Linked DNA regions of Anas platyrhynchos: region 2 is linked to region 1. Evidence: chromatin contacts called from public Hi-C data. All regions are on one chromosome and are shown on one strand. Each heading gives the region's core, a stretch centred on a gene start, on an enhancer-like site or on the middle of the called end of the contact. The rest is flanking DNA. Distances are from core to core; before and after follow the strand shown. Region 1 overlaps ULK1 (unc-51 like autophagy activating kinase 1). Region 2 overlaps MMP17 (matrix metallopeptidase 17).

Region 1 (3,614 bases), core at 595-3,094:
AGGAGGGGTTGCAGGGCACATCACACCGAAGAGCAGCAGTGCCCAGGTGGTGTGCTGTGCCCACAGCCCTCCCGCCTGCATCTGCATCTCCCAAATAGCTTACTGCCACCTTCCAGATAATTCTACACTTCACAAAAAAGTAACTTTCTTAGAGATGCTGCTGAGAAGCCTACCTCTAATTCAGACTGCAGAAACATCTGCTTTGTGATGTGCCTGACTTCCTTTATGCTCTGAAGCCAGACAGTAGAAGAGCTACTTTTAGGACTTAAGACACCACTTAGTATTTATCCTCAGTTCTACTAAAAGCCAAATAGAAAAGCCACCGCAGCAGCTCCTTTCTTGGTAAGCCTAGAGACTGCAAGCCAATTAGGGCAGGATAGTATTTGTTTTTACAAAGGGAGGCACCATTCTGCTTGGAAATGGAGCAAAGCCTGACCAATTTATTTTATATTAGCCCATGTCTTGGCAGAGCAGAAAGCTCTTGTTCCTACTGCTTGGAGGCCCACTGAAGTTAGCTGAACTCGGTTATGTCTTGCAGAGGAATTAAGTGAGGAAGTGGAAAAACATTAGGGCATATTAAAAAGCAGAGAAATTTTCTTCTAGACAGTTCCCAAAAGAAATTGAGGCTTGCCACTTATCTGTTACCAAAGTCTCCTGAGAGCTGTTAAGGTGACACTTGTAACAGGGTCTTACCAATCTTTATGCGTATGTTGTTGGGATTTGATTTCCTGCCTCCAGCGTAGGAAAGGAGAATATTCTGTGGTTTCAGATCCCGATGGATGATGCCTTTGCTGTGCAGCATTTTCATGGCACCTGCTATCTGCTGAAGAAAGAGCCTGATGGTGTCTTCACTAAGCGTCCGCATAGCTAGGGAGGAGGGAAAAATAACCACAGATGAAAGAATTACAATGCTAGTTCTCCAAAGAGCCCAGGGGGTAGTTTCTCCAGAGCAATTAGCAATAATTTGGCTTTTTTTTTCCTCCACGCACTATTTCTGAATGCTCAGTGCTGGCATTAAGAGAGAGCTTTTGCATTCCCAGTTTATGCTGTGACCAGGGCTGTTTTCAGCCCTGAGAGTCTAATAGTGAACTCAGGTCAGTGGCAAGTGCCGAATTTGGGTTATCAGCTGTGTCCAAAAGTGACATTTGATGAGGTTTAGGACTTCCCTCAGCAAGAGCTGCCAGCTTGCTTTAAGCATGCAGCCAGACAGAGCCTGCAACCTGATGAGTGAGAGGGTCACCTCTGAGCTATGGTCAGCAGCCATCAGACATTACAGCTTTATCGAGAAGACTACATCTAAACCTGGAGACACCGTTAGGATTAGGATTTATGTCTGCAGCAACCATTATGGCTCAGGCTGGGCATGGAAAAGGCTGGAAGATTCGGGTACATGGCCACCAGGGATCTGAAGCCAAGTCCAGGCCTAATCCTTGTGCATCAGCACTCACTAGACCCAACCATAACTCTAATCCAAATCCAGTGTTAGGATGAAAAGCAGTCCAATACCTAGCAAAAATCCCCCTACCAAGTGTCCCCTGTGAGGTCTTTTTTATAAAGAAATCTTTTTTTTAAAAATTAATAATCAAATTCTGGTCATACGGAAGCACTGAACTTACTCTCCTTAGCTAAGGGCTTCCCAAGAACTGTGGTGTGAGAAATAAATAACACTGAAGGGATTAAAATAATGTTCATCTGGACCTTCTAATCAGACTGGTGCAACATTAGCTTCTGTTATTTTAAGAACTGCACACATGAAACTTGTCAAAGCTCGGAGCAGCCTGCTGAACAGACCACAGGACCAACAGCGCTACCAGCCTGCTTCCTTATCAGTCGCTGAATGAGGCAGGCTTAAAGAAAGCACCGTTCCACTTGAACTAAATCATTTCTTTTGTAGAAGGTCCCGGTAAATTACTCGGGACTTCATTAGTATTTTTCCAGCTGTTCTCTAGTAAAACCTCAAAACAAGCTGGCAGGAACTTCAAACTGCTACTCTGCCTCATCAGCTAGAAGGGAGGAATCCTTATGAAAACACAGATGAGGTTGCAGGCAGCTTTAACACAACACAGGAAATTAAAAATCTAACTTTTGAAATATGCGCATGGGAAACAGATAAGTTAAACAGCATTTAGAATAGAAAATAAACTCCCACCGCTCCCAAACCCCGCTGTTCTAGGAAGAGGCACAAGCAGAGCTAAAATGTCACCACGGCCATCAGCCGCTCCTGGATGCGTACACGTGACACAAGTGCACGTGTATATAGAGTTTCTCTCCCCTTGCTGGGCCTTTTTCCTCATGGACTGGCACTCAGCTGGAATTCAAAAGGCTGCTCTGCAAGAGGGGGCGATTCTGTGAAGAGATCTTAAAGATATAAGAGGCAGCTTAGATGCAGATCTACCAAACTTACTTGCATCTTCTGCTCCAACAAGTTTTGCTCAATTCAGCTCAGGCCCCGTGAAGGAGAGGCTGTCTCATCTTCCCCCAAACAAGAAACAAGGCTTGGAACTTGGTGGCTCTTAGCGTTATTAAGCCAGCAGGCAATTAGGAACTCCTGGCTAAATACGGCTCACCTCTAGCAGAGCTGTTTTCTTTAGAGCCTTGTCTTGACCCGCAGTTCCAGCAGCATGCCACATCTTCAAGGCGTTACCCTCCCTTTTATATAGTGTGGTGGCAATAAGATGAACACCGAACTAGCTGCCATTCCCTCAAACCAGTTAAGCCTCCCTACCCTTTCAAACTGGGGTAAAAAAAAATATATATATATTTTTAAATCATTATAGCTGAAACCAGAGAACCCATTCCCCTGAGGAATATAGTGCCTCTAAGCTACCAATTTCAGCTTTTTCCACTTCACACTTGAAGCTTTTAACCTTTCAAAGGTGTTGTGTTCCTAACACACTGAGCATCTATGCTCCTGTCTTGAGCCTGTAGAGAGATTCCTCCAGTCAGTCTGCGGTGGCACAGTGAAGTTACCACAATGCAGCATAGAAAAATCAGGCAGAGGGCTGCCGGGTCCTCTGGCAGCATCACATCTCAAGAATCACAGTAGCATGGCAAGGGAGGACTGTGAAATTGAGAAGATGCTCTCAATAACAGAAGAGGGACAGGCGGTTACACCGGGAGCACAGGGGCATACCCTTTTATTTCACTTCATGAACAGACACATCACAGAGAAAAACAGGAGTCCTTATCTCTCATACTCAGCCCATCAGTCTACCAAATGACAGCAGCAATCTCCAACTGAAGGACAGAGAAATAAATGCAACTGTCACTTTCAGAGAATCCTGAAGTCTATGAAGAGTAGGGCAAAAATTAATGTCACCTGTACTATCAAGCTCAGGGATTCAAAACCCCACAACAGAAGAGCTAAGGGTCGGACTTCTGTTCCCTTCACAGTTTGCAGCACCTGGATTTTTCTGTGTACTGCCTGTAGCTCATTTTGACGCATCCTTCCTACTAACACCTTTCATTTACTTCAGGCTAGCAGGTTTAATATCAGATCAAGTTGTCTTGTTCTACAAAAATCAGGAAAAGCAGCATTAGCATGCTCCAAATGGGACGATTACCAAAACCAGGAACATTTACACATCGGTCTGCAAACGGTCTTCAGACCGACC
Region 2 (3,614 bases), core at 732-3,231, 39 kb after region 1:
GCCTTGTCGATGCAGAAGACCAGCATTTCCTCTGCCAAGCTGTGCTTGCTGAAAGCTGCTTGGAGCAGACAGTAGTCTCCAGCAAAAGCCAGGACTGGGCTTTTATTTTTTATTTTTATTTTATTATTATTTTTTGACTGTTTTGGGTGTGCAGTCAAGCCCAAAGCCCATTAAAACACACACACATAAACAAAAAAAAAAAAAAAACACATCCCAGATACCTTCTATATTATTGAAGAACAAGTCCACCAGAGCTGGCAACCCAACATCAGGTTAGAGTTTCACTGTTGACAGGATAAATCTTGCCAGAGGTTTGGGATTTTGTTTTATTATTCTTTTTTTTTTTTTTCTCCCAACCAAACACCAGAAATTTGGGTGAAGGACAGGGAACTGCTCTGGCAGCTCTTGTAATAATCTTGTTGGTACCACGAGGCCAGTAATAACTTGTACTGCAGGAGACTGCTTCCCAGTTTACGGCCCCAGCACATGCCTACAGAAATCCTCCACATACCATCCAGCTTTAATAGCCTCTCCTATTCTTAGCACAAACTTGCCTTCTTAGAGACTATTGCAGTGCCATGTACTCCCTGCTTTGGCTGTCCTAAATCCCTTCCTGGCCTGTTACAGCCCCACGAGGGCCAGCCAACTCCCCCTGTCTAGAAATTTCAGGGAAAAGCAAGGAAACGATCCACAGCACTGGGCTTACCAGGAACTGCTGGAACACGGAGAGCCAGGACGAGTCCCCCTGCCTGGATAAGGCATCCCCCGGGCTTGCTGTTCCAGCAGCTCTGGGTTCAGCCTGGCTCATGCACCACATGTGCCTGGCAGAGAAGATGGAAAAAGCAAGGTGGCTGGGCTCGAGGCAGCTCTGGGATTTGTCCTCTCCTAGCCTGCCATCTGAGAAGCAGAAGGCACCTCCAGGGGCTGTGGCAAGGCAAGAAGAGGCTAGGAACACCTACCCACCTCCTGGCAGGGGGCACCGGCTGGAAGAGCTCCACCTGAACTATGGGGCTGATCCCCAGGGCCTGCTCTCCTGGCCCACAGCTGTGCAGGGGCATTTGCTGATTAAACTTTGGGGTTGAGGAGAGAAATTTCGTTATCAATACACGTAGATCAGAAAGTTGCATTTGAGAAAAGCCCTCAGAGATAAGGGTTCAGCCATCCCCTCAGCTATTCTGGGGCTTCGGGAGGCAGCAGCCTTCTGTTACACACAAGTGTGACATATGATTTGAATCAGCAAGTAAAGAGGAGTTCCTTCTCAACAGCTTTGTGTTTTTCAAGCTGTTAAACACTGGGTCTTGTCCGAGATAAATTATACTTAATGGTATTCTTGTTTTTTAAATCTAGGCATGGACATGGCTTTGGCATTTGAAAACTGCTCCTGCCCAACTTAGTTTTTCATTTTCTTTCCTAAATCTTTTTCTCTTATTTTTTTTTTTATTATTATTATTTTTTATTCTTCTTTTATCCTTTTTCTTCTCTTTTACTTTTTTTTTACCCTTTTCTTTTCCTTTTTACTTTTCCTTTTCTCTGTTTACTTCTCTCTCTCTCTCTTTTTTTTTCTCTCTCTCTCTTTTTTTTTTTTTTTTTTTCCTTTCCTCTTCATTTCCTTTCTCCCTTTCCTCTTCCCCCTTTCTCTTTTTCGCTCCCCCCAGCTATCCCCATCGCTCTCCGTGGCGCCGGGCCGCGGCCGGGGCTCTGCTGCCCTCCGGCGGCCGCGCCGGGGCCTCCCGCTGGCGGCGGGGCCGGGCTAGGCCGGCTTCAGGCCTCACCCGAGGCCGAGCTCTGGTTTGGGGTAAAATCCCTCTTGCCCAGTGGTCTTGGCCCGGTGGTTTTAACCTCTGGCATGCTCGGGGCTCTCAACCCCACCAGGCGGGACCGCAGCAGCCCCATGGGGGGGCAAACCCGCTGTTTTAAGGGGGCTCTGCCCAGCACCACGATGGCCCCATCCACCTCCACAGGCATCTCCGCATCCTCCTGGGGCTGGAGGAGCCATCCAGCCACCCTGCCCTCCACCCACACTGCAGGGATGCCCCGGCACGGCCCAAACCCTCGGCTCCTTCCACGCCTGCTGCCGAGAGCTCTCGGTACAGTGGTGTCTTTGTGCCAGGGACATCTGCTTGCATGGCTCCGGCAGTGACCCTCAGGCAGCACTGACCCCTCTGGCCCCACAGTGAACCCGTGACCTCCCGGGGAAGCTCTCCAGCTGCCATTTGTGTCCTGGGATGCGATCATCCCGCATCTGGAGCTCACTGTGGCCATGGGGCGGCTTTGCCAGCTCAGGGCCCGCACTAGAGGCAGGGCTGTGACGGCGGCACAGTGCATGTCCTCCTCAGCTTTCAGCCCGGCACTTTGGGTACTGGCACCACTGCAAGCATGCTTGTGGGCCAGCAGGTTGCACTGGCAGCGCAGCAGGACATTCTCCATGTCAGCAGGAACAGAGAGGGGACAAGGGGGGCCTGGAGTGGACGTCACCTAGCGCAGTTACACACTGCAGTTGACAAAGTGATTAGGCACCGCTTGGGGTGGATTTCAACTGCTTTACGCGCTGAATTTATGGAGACATTCAACAGGGCCTTTATCCTCGGCGGAGCACAGAGCTATCCAGGGGCCTGCCAGACCCTGGTGCAGGGGGACGCTTTGTCCTTCAGCTCACGGCTGCCGAGTCCTCCGTCCATTCCAATAGACACGAGACACAACAGCAATATTTTGTACCTATGTTCTTCAAGGGAACATTGAAAGCCACTGAAATGTTATTTATTATCTGCAGATGGAGTCATGGGACAATGGTGCACTCCTCCTGCACTGACAGATGTCCAAGGGGGCCTCCAAAAGGGCCTGATCCGAAATTGCATCAGGCCTCAGAAGAGAAACAGGAGCCATGGTCTGAGCAGGCTGGGATGTGCCAGTGCAGCGAAGGCCTGGGGACAAGAGGCTGTCCCAGGGCTCACCATGGGCTCGCTGTAGGAGCAAGTAAAAGTCCAGGACCATCCTAATGCACTTCTTGACCTTACCTCTGTTGCTCTGAGCCCTTGGCTGAGGCACTGAGAGGAGCACATCCCTCCCTTCCCACCCCAGCCCACCCTCCATGGTACAGCCAGGTGTGACAGCACCACAACTGAACTCTGTACATCTCAATCCCTTCCAAAGCATAATACAACATGAAACAGAAGCTCCAAGAGTGAAGGAGTTCCTGTGAAGGGATTAGGCTGGTGGGATGGCTGGAGTCGCATCCCATCCGTAAGGCTGAGCTCAGCAAGTTGCTGCTTGCGTGGTGGTAAGGCTGCGCCCGAGCCTGAACAGTCAGCACCTTACTGAAGGTGGCAGGCTTGATCTGGCAGAGGAGCGGGAGAGCTGTGTGTAGGCAGCCAAGGTTTATTAGATAAATTGTTAAATTCAAATGACCTGGACACAAAGATAAGTTGCACTGCCTTCTGAAAGGCAAAGGTGTTTTTGACCTGTAGAAACTGGTACAGGTTACCAAGACATCAGTTACCACAGCAGATTTGACATAATAACGACCACCTTGCAGTTAATCTTAGGAGAGTCAAAGTTTCTCTCTACCTAGTACATCCAATGGGATGTGCACGTTATGTCAGCGCAGCTACTGCACC

The links. A called contact is a pair of places that touch in the nucleus more often than the background predicts.
Region 2: a contact with region 1 is called in a Hi-C map of liver, with 3 times the contacts expected there. The contact joins two enhancer-like sites. A contact is called at or near these places in 3 of 8 Hi-C or Micro-C datasets (liver and skeletal muscle).

Annotation. Positions count from the first base shown.
Region 1 is chr16:12,805,342-12,808,955 of IASCAAS_PekinDuck_T2T, forward strand. ULK1 (unc-51 like autophagy activating kinase 1) reads right to left here. Exons shown (of 27, transcript XM_038187282.2): 6 at 694-867. Among named protein-coding and RNA genes, the nearest start is that of ULK1, 21 kb to the right of the region's middle. Within about 2 kb of position 1,845, at least 1 of the 8 cell types and tissues checked has an H3K27ac peak or open chromatin away from gene starts, as enhancers often do.
Region 2 is chr16:12,844,665-12,848,278 of IASCAAS_PekinDuck_T2T, forward strand. MMP17 (matrix metallopeptidase 17) reads right to left here. Exons shown (of 10, transcript XM_038187449.2): 10 at 2,704-3,614. Among named protein-coding and RNA genes, the nearest start is that of ULK1, 19 kb to the left of the region's middle. Within about 2 kb of position 1,982, at least 3 of the 8 cell types and tissues checked have an H3K27ac peak or open chromatin away from gene starts, as enhancers often do.